Linked DNA regions of Sus scrofa: region 1 is linked to region 2. The links are chromatin contacts, called in public HiChIP or PLAC-seq maps. All regions are on one chromosome and are shown on one strand. The core of a region is the stretch at or near the end of the contact, and the rest is flanking DNA. Distances in the headings are between cores, read along the strand shown.

Region 1 (3,254 bases), core at 662-3,161, 38 kb after region 2:
TAGCAAAATACGTATAACATAAAAGTGACCATTTTAGGAGTTCCTGCAATGGGCACAATGGGACTGACTGTGTTTGGTGCTGGGACACAGGTTCGAGCTCTGGCCCAGGCACAGGGGATGAAGGATCCAGGGTTGTCGCAGCTGCAGCTTAGGTCGCAACCGTGGCTTGAATCTAATCCCTGGCTGGGGAACTCCATGTGCCGCAGGGCAGCCAAAAAAAAAAAGGGGGAAAAAAGTTACTATTTTAACCACTTTTAGGTGTACAGTTCAGAAGCATTAAATACACCTCAGTACAGAGACTGTGACATGCTGTGCCAGATGCTGCCTGGGCCAGGCCCGGGTCTCAGCCGTGGGCAGCCCCCAGGCATGCGTGGAGGACATCTGAGAAAGGCTGAGAGAACTGGCCAGCCCAGAAGCAAGGTCTGGGAAAGGGAAGAGTCACTTCTCCGCCAGGACTGTCACCTTAGCCTCCTAGGTGATTTCGGCCTCTGGTGAGGACAACACCCATCACTAAACGTGTCCCCTTTTGTAACTGAGCTGTTGGGGGCTGGCATCCCAGAAGCTACGTGGTATTGCGCATGCTCTGAACGCTGCAGGGGACACGCCGGGCCCTTGTCCTCCTTCCCTGACAGCGCCTCTCCGTCTCCTTGGCTGCCTCTCCTCGCCAAGCCCTTCCCCTACACGCAGAGGCTCCTCGGGACCCTTACTCCCACCTTCCCCGCCCTGAGACCCCCACCCCTGAGAAGCATCTGACCTTCCCAAGCCAGTGACTCCACTCCCCGGTGTCCAGCCAGCCCTCTCGCTGGCGCTCCATCCCCGCCTCCCGCAACCTCCAGTTAAAGACTACAAACCCCTTCCCTTAGCACCTCCCAGGATGGACTTCTTTCCCCTCCACACTCCACCGCCCCCCAACATTCCCGCCTGTAAAGGCACCATCCTTCTTCTGGTCCCCAAGGCGGGTGTGCTTTGTCCTCTTCGCCCTCGCCTTCTCTGTCCTCGCTCTCTGGGCTACATTTCTGTGGTTCATATTCATCCTTCACTGCGGCCGGCAGCCCTTCCTTCTCACGGGAAGCCCCAGAAGGGCCTCCCCCACCCACCACCTCCCAATCCATGGTCCCGATCATGCCTCCTTATCAATCCAGGCCCCACCGCTGCACTCGGCGCCCTGAGACCCCAGCCCCAGTCCCCTCTCCCACTGGCCCACCCTCTCCTGTCCCCTAGACACATCTGCTCCCCTGCCGCACTCACGGTGCCTGCCTCCAGGCCTTCCCCTGCCTTCCATCTGCCCAACATCCATGCCACTTATCTCATCATGACGACCTAGGGGGCTGGTGAGACCTATGGATGCTGAGATTCTATCATTCAGATGCCACCTCTTCCAAACTCTGCCTTCCTGGGACACATGCGTGGTACCTTTGACCCCAGTGACCACCGCAATGGCAGGCAGAAAAACAGGTTCTGGGATAAGCACTTTAGAGGCTCTAGCTCATCAGACCCTCACAGAGTTTCACAGGTGAGTACGATTTTGTCCCCACTTTACAGATGAGGCATGCGAGGCACAGGCTAGGTACCCTGCCAAATACTGACAGCTGTGCTGCTCTCACTTGGCGCCTCCTAAAATTTGAGCTTGCACTTCTCTGCTGTTTGCATCGGGCTTTGCAGATTTTAATAGCTCCAGGACGAGACAGACTCCGGCCCCCTCCATTTCCCTTCGCCAAGCGTCGTTCCGTGCTGCTCCCAAAGGTGCATGCTGGCCTGGCTTTATCGAAACAGCACCTGCGCTGAGTGGTTCCACTAAAGCTCATAAAATGGTGTTGGGACGAGACCTCAGGGCTGGGCCTCACCACCATCAGTGTGGTTTCCGGGCCATAATTTGAAACACGGTGTTCTTGGATCTATGTAATGATGTACCCATTAGAACTCCTTGTAAGTAGATTCATTTTTTAATGATGACTTCTGGGTGGGGGGTGCCTCTCCACGCTCGGGTCGGATGGGGACGAGAGGCAGCACAGGAAGGTGCCGGAGGTCCCAGAGCAGGTGGCGGGCCACGTCTGGTGGGACCCAGGCCGAAACTGCTCACATCACTAACGACCACGGTGCTTTCTCTCGGTGTGTATGTGTTACCGCCACGGGGCACACGGACGTCAACTGAGCCCTTGACGCTGGCAATAGGAACCGACTCTATTTTCTTCAACCACTCGGGACCCCAGCCTCTCATCTTTGAAGCCAGACTTTCTAGCACAACGAGGGACCAGCAAACGCCCATGTGCTGAAAAAAGCCTAATTACCAAAGTTGGGAACTGTCAGCCTGGCGCCTCCAGAGGAACCAGAGGAACCAGGTGGGAAGGAAGCAAGGGGTGCTGGTCCCAGCCCCGGGGAGGGTGCTAAAGGCCCCACTGCAGATGCCTGAGACTCACCCAAGGACAGGAACAACACCGCTAGTCTTGTCCTGAGTTTTTCTTATGCTGTTGTGGTTAGTTGTTTTTTTTTTTTAATTAAAGAAGAGTTGAGTTACAATGTGATGCCAATTTCTGCTGTACAGCAAAGTGACCCCCATATATATATATATATATATATATGTATGTATATATATATTCTTTTTTCCTATTATCAGAATATATATATTCTATATATATTCCTATTATTCAGAAATATATATTCTATATATTTCTGCTGTACAGCAAAGTGACCCCCATATATATATATATATTCTTTTTTTCCTATTATCTCCCATCATGTTCTCTCCCAGGAGATTGGGTATAGTTTCCTGTGCGATACAGTAGGACCTCTCTGCTCATCCATTCTAAATGTAATAGTCAGCATCTACCAACCCCACACTCCCCGTCCATCCCACTCCCTCCTCCTCCCCTTGGCAACCACAAGTATGTTTTCCATGTCTGTGAGTCTGTTTCTGTTCTGTAGATAGGTTCATTGGTGCCTTTTTTTTTTTTTTTTTTTGGCTTTTTAGGGCCGCGCCCACAGCATATGGAGGTTCCCAAGCTGGGGGCGTCAAATCGGAGCTACTGCTGCCAGCCTACACCACAGCCACAGCAATGAGGAATCCAAGCTGCATCTATGACCGACACCACAGCTCACGGCAATGCTGGATCCTTAACCCACTGAGTGAAGCCAGGGATCATACCTGCGTCCTCATGGATACTAGTCAGAGTTGTTTCCACTGAGCCACAACAGGAACGCCTGTTTTAGATTCCACGTAGAGGTGATACTGTATGGTATTCGTCTTTCTCTCTCTG
Region 2 (3,707 bases), core at 381-2,880:
GACAGTACATGGGACATGGAGGTGACCAGAGGCTAGAAGGAGCTGCCACGGGGGCCGGCAGGATGGGGGGTGGAGGGCTGGCTGTGGGGGATGAGGTGGACAGCAGGTGACGGCAGCCAGGAGGGACTGTTCTCTGATTGAGCCACCCTCAGAGTCACCGGGACCAGGGAGTGGGGTGATTTCTGGAAGAAGAGCCCAGCTGGGCAGGGTGGCACTGGGACCACTGATGATCCTGACGCAGAAAGGAGAGCTCCCTGGAGGAAGCGTCTGAATGGGGTTGTCTTCAGACTGCAGTGAGGCTTGGATATGGGAGAGCCTCACCCCTCAGCCCCCAGCCCACTAAACATGAGCAGCCTTTGAGAGGAGAGTCATCCGGGGAGGCCGCTGGCCCTGGGGTGTAGGCACCTGGTGGCAGGAGGCTCTGAGCCGGGGCCTCGGGCATCCTGTGGGAAGGGAATCATCAGCACGTGGTCCCTGGCTGCATCCACGGTCACAGCCTGACAAGGACAGGAGGCCTCCACCCCCTCCCTCAGCCCAAAGTGACCTGTGGACAGATGGGGCTAAAGGCTGGGCTGGGCCAGCACTGGAGGGGAGGGATGGAGGATCGGTCCCTTGCCTCTCCCTGGGCCTCTGTTTTCCCTTCTGAGAAATGAGCTGAACGGTCCTGAAGGACCCTATGTCTCTCACCTGTGACCACTGGCTGCTCCACGCTCTCTGCCCTGACTTGTGAGTGAGGGGCCATCTTGAGCAGCCAGGGCAGGGGAGGGTCGGGAGAACTCTGGCTGGGAACTACAGCAGCTATAATTAGCTCCCTGAGTCACCCCATAAACCTGCATGCTCACCTGCTGGACTCTCTCGCAGGTCAGGTCCTCCCTCTCTCTGGGATTGGTGTCCCCACCTGGGAAGTGCCTCTCAAGCCCTGCTACTGACTGCAATGGCCTTTCCTTGGAAACAGACCAGGCCTGGGTGTCACAGGGCCCACCCCCCGTCCAGGGCCTGCTGTGAGGGGGTGAGTGGTGGTGGGGTCAATCCATTTGAGATGCCTGGGCCCCGTCCTTCTCAAGCTCTGGGGCCACCTCATCCCAGCCTGAGCTCCCATCACCCTGGGGCCGGCTTGGGGAGCCAGGAGCCTCCCCTCGGCTCCGGACAGCTGAGTGTCCCCCCTCCCCAAGATCCCCAAACCTCAGGGAACATTTCCCAGGTCCTTCAGAACCTGTGCTCTCTCTCCCACTCTCCCGGTGGCCACGAGCCCATGTCAGCTTTGTTTCCCCTGCTGGAGGTCCAAGCTCTCTCCCAACCTTCCCCTGAGGCCGATCAGCAAAGGGCAGGCTTGGCTGTAAATGGACCCCTGAGCGCCTTACTCTGGGCTCCCTGGGGCCTCGGAGGGCACAGGCTCCCCATGCGGCAAAGACTCACCTGAGGATGCCGGGGTGGCCGCAGCTGCCCTTGTTCTCAGATCACGGCATGTCCGGGGCCCATAGGCCCCTGGTGGGACTACAGTTGAGGTGGCAAGAGACTCTCATCCTCTCATCGTAGGCAGAGGGATGGCTGGAATGAGGCATCAGAGGCAAAACTGGCTGGGCCACCTGCACTCGGAGCCAGGTTGGCCACGCCCACCAGCCCCAGCTGCAGCGCCTGCGCACAGCCCACGTGTCCTGCCTGATTCACCCCCCACACCCACGGCGCAGCCTCACCCTAACCCAGGAGAAGGCAAGGGAGGCAGCAGGTGCCAAAGCTTAAGTTCTGGTCCCAGGTCTTCCCTCCTCTCAATTTGAGGTTTCCCATTATGGGCTTCATAACACCTGCTTCCCAAGGACCCTGTGAGACGTCAGAGATCCTGCTCACGGGAGGGCCGAATGAAAGGTTGAATGCTCTGCCTCAACCCCTGAGAGGCAAGGCCACAGCCAGAGCTGGCCCCATTGACCCCACGGTGGCCAGCCCCCAAGCTCAATACCCAGCCTTCAAAATCTGAGATCAAGTCCCTTCAGAGACAGAGGACGTCCCCGTTCAATGCTTCCCACCAGAAATTTTGCACCATAAACCTCACCCCTTGGCTGTCTTACCTCTAGGCCATTGACCTTGGGCAAGTCATTTCTCGCAAGCCCCAGTTTCTTCATTGTGAAGTGTGCATTTTAAACCCTGCTTGCAGAGTTACCAGAGGGCTTACATGAAAGAACACACAGGAAGGCTAAAACAAGGCCCAGAGCACAGAAAGGACTCAGTAAACCGTGACAGATGTTTTTGTGTGTGTAACTTTTATTTTTTTTCTTTTTAGGGTCATGCCCATGGCATATGGAGGTTCCCAGGCTAGGGATCAAATCAGAGCTGTAGCTGCCAGCCTACGCCACAACCACGCCAGATCTAAGCTGCATCTGCCATCTACACCACAGCTCACGGCAGCACTGGATTCTTCAATCCACTGAGCGAGGCCAGGGATTGAACCTGTGTCTTCATGAATACTAGTCGGGCTCTTAACCCGCTGAGCCACAATGGAAATCCAAGAGTGACAACTATTTAACACCTGTTCCTGGTTTTGACTTGCAATTCATTCTCTCAGCAACCGCCAGGCTACATGCCTCCAAGGCCCACGAGTCAGGGCAGACTCCCTCCTGGCCAGGCCACAGCTGTGAAGCCGGTGGAGCAAGGCTGGGGTGGCCCTGCTCACTCAGGAATTACACACCTATTCCAGCAGCAGGCCAGGCAGGACTAGGATGGAGCAGGAAGTCTCTGCGCACTGTGACAGCATCAGCAACTAATGGGGCAGGGACATCCTTGGCGGCCTTGCGGGCAAGCCCCTGGCTTTCTGGTTACCATGACCTGCCAGGCCTGGGCAGAGGCAGAAGGCAGATCCGGCCTCTGACCAAGGAACAGCAGGACCTGTGGCCTGTAAGGGCAGAAGACCTACTCCTTGGCCAACAGGCTTCAGGTGTGGCGAACACAGGGGCTGCTTTTGAAGTTAATAGGCGCCAATGTTTCCAAGCACAGAATCCCAACTTCATCACTGCCTGAAACTCCTACATTAAAGCTCAGTGTTGGATCAAGCATAATCCGCCCTCTGTTGCTCCATTAATGGCCCCTCTGACTCAGCCCCTCACCCCTCCCAGCTGCTTCTGGCTGACTTCCTCCAACCCTCAGGGTGAGCCTGTTGCCCAATTTCAGCATCTGCATTTTGCCTTGTGTTAGCATGTTTTCCTAAAGGCCAGCCTGGTTAAAAAGGCCCCTATCTCCCACCCAATGCCAGGCAGCGTGCCCAGCGAGGAGAAAGGGGAGCGTCCCCACCGCCACCCCCGCACTGTGTGTGCACAGGGGCGGATCGGCATTCAATCCCGTTTAATCCAACACATCCTGAGAGTACATGGTGGGAGACAAAGCAGGGAAGCCCGGAGCCAGAGGGAGGTTCAGAGCTGGGGAAGCTGGTCTCCACCCTCAAGGAGCTGTATGACACACGGAAGCCAGGTTCCGGCAAGGACCCTGATGCCACTGGTCAGGTTACAAGGACAAAAAGGGCTGAGGCCACCGAGAAAGAGGAAGTGCCTCTAATGAGGAGGTGGAGGAGGGGTTCAGGGAAGAGGGAGCGTTTGGGTTGGACTTGGGAAGGGGGAAGACGGTCCACACGGGGAGAACCACGAGCAGGGACTCGGAAGCGAGAGACCAGGCAGGTTCAAGGAGTGGTGACAAGCTCGGGCAATGTCTAAACTCCAGGAGGC

What was found. HiChIP or PLAC-seq counts read pairs in DNA pulled down with a chosen protein or histone mark.
Region 1: a contact with region 2 is called in an H3K27ac HiChIP or PLAC-seq map of alveolar macrophages. The contact joins the promoter of TRPV1 here to the promoter of TRPV3 in region 2. A contact is called at or near these places in 1 of 47 Hi-C or Micro-C datasets (epiblast stem cells) and 1 of 2 datasets of contacts at active chromatin or transcription factors (alveolar macrophages).

What each region holds. Positions count from the first base shown.
Region 1 is chr12:49,707,723-49,710,976 of Sscrofa11.1, forward strand. TRPV1 (transient receptor potential cation channel subfamily V member 1) reads right to left here and starts at 1,912. Exons shown (of 18, transcript XM_013981216.2): 1 at 1,321-1,912. LOC110256094 (a long non-coding RNA gene) reads left to right here and starts at 1,839. Exons shown (of 2, transcript XR_002337323.1): 1 at 1,839-1,926.
Region 2 is chr12:49,670,041-49,673,747 of Sscrofa11.1, forward strand. TRPV3 (transient receptor potential cation channel subfamily V member 3) reads right to left here and starts at 1,631. Exons shown (of 18, transcript XM_013981215.2): 1 at 1,417-1,631.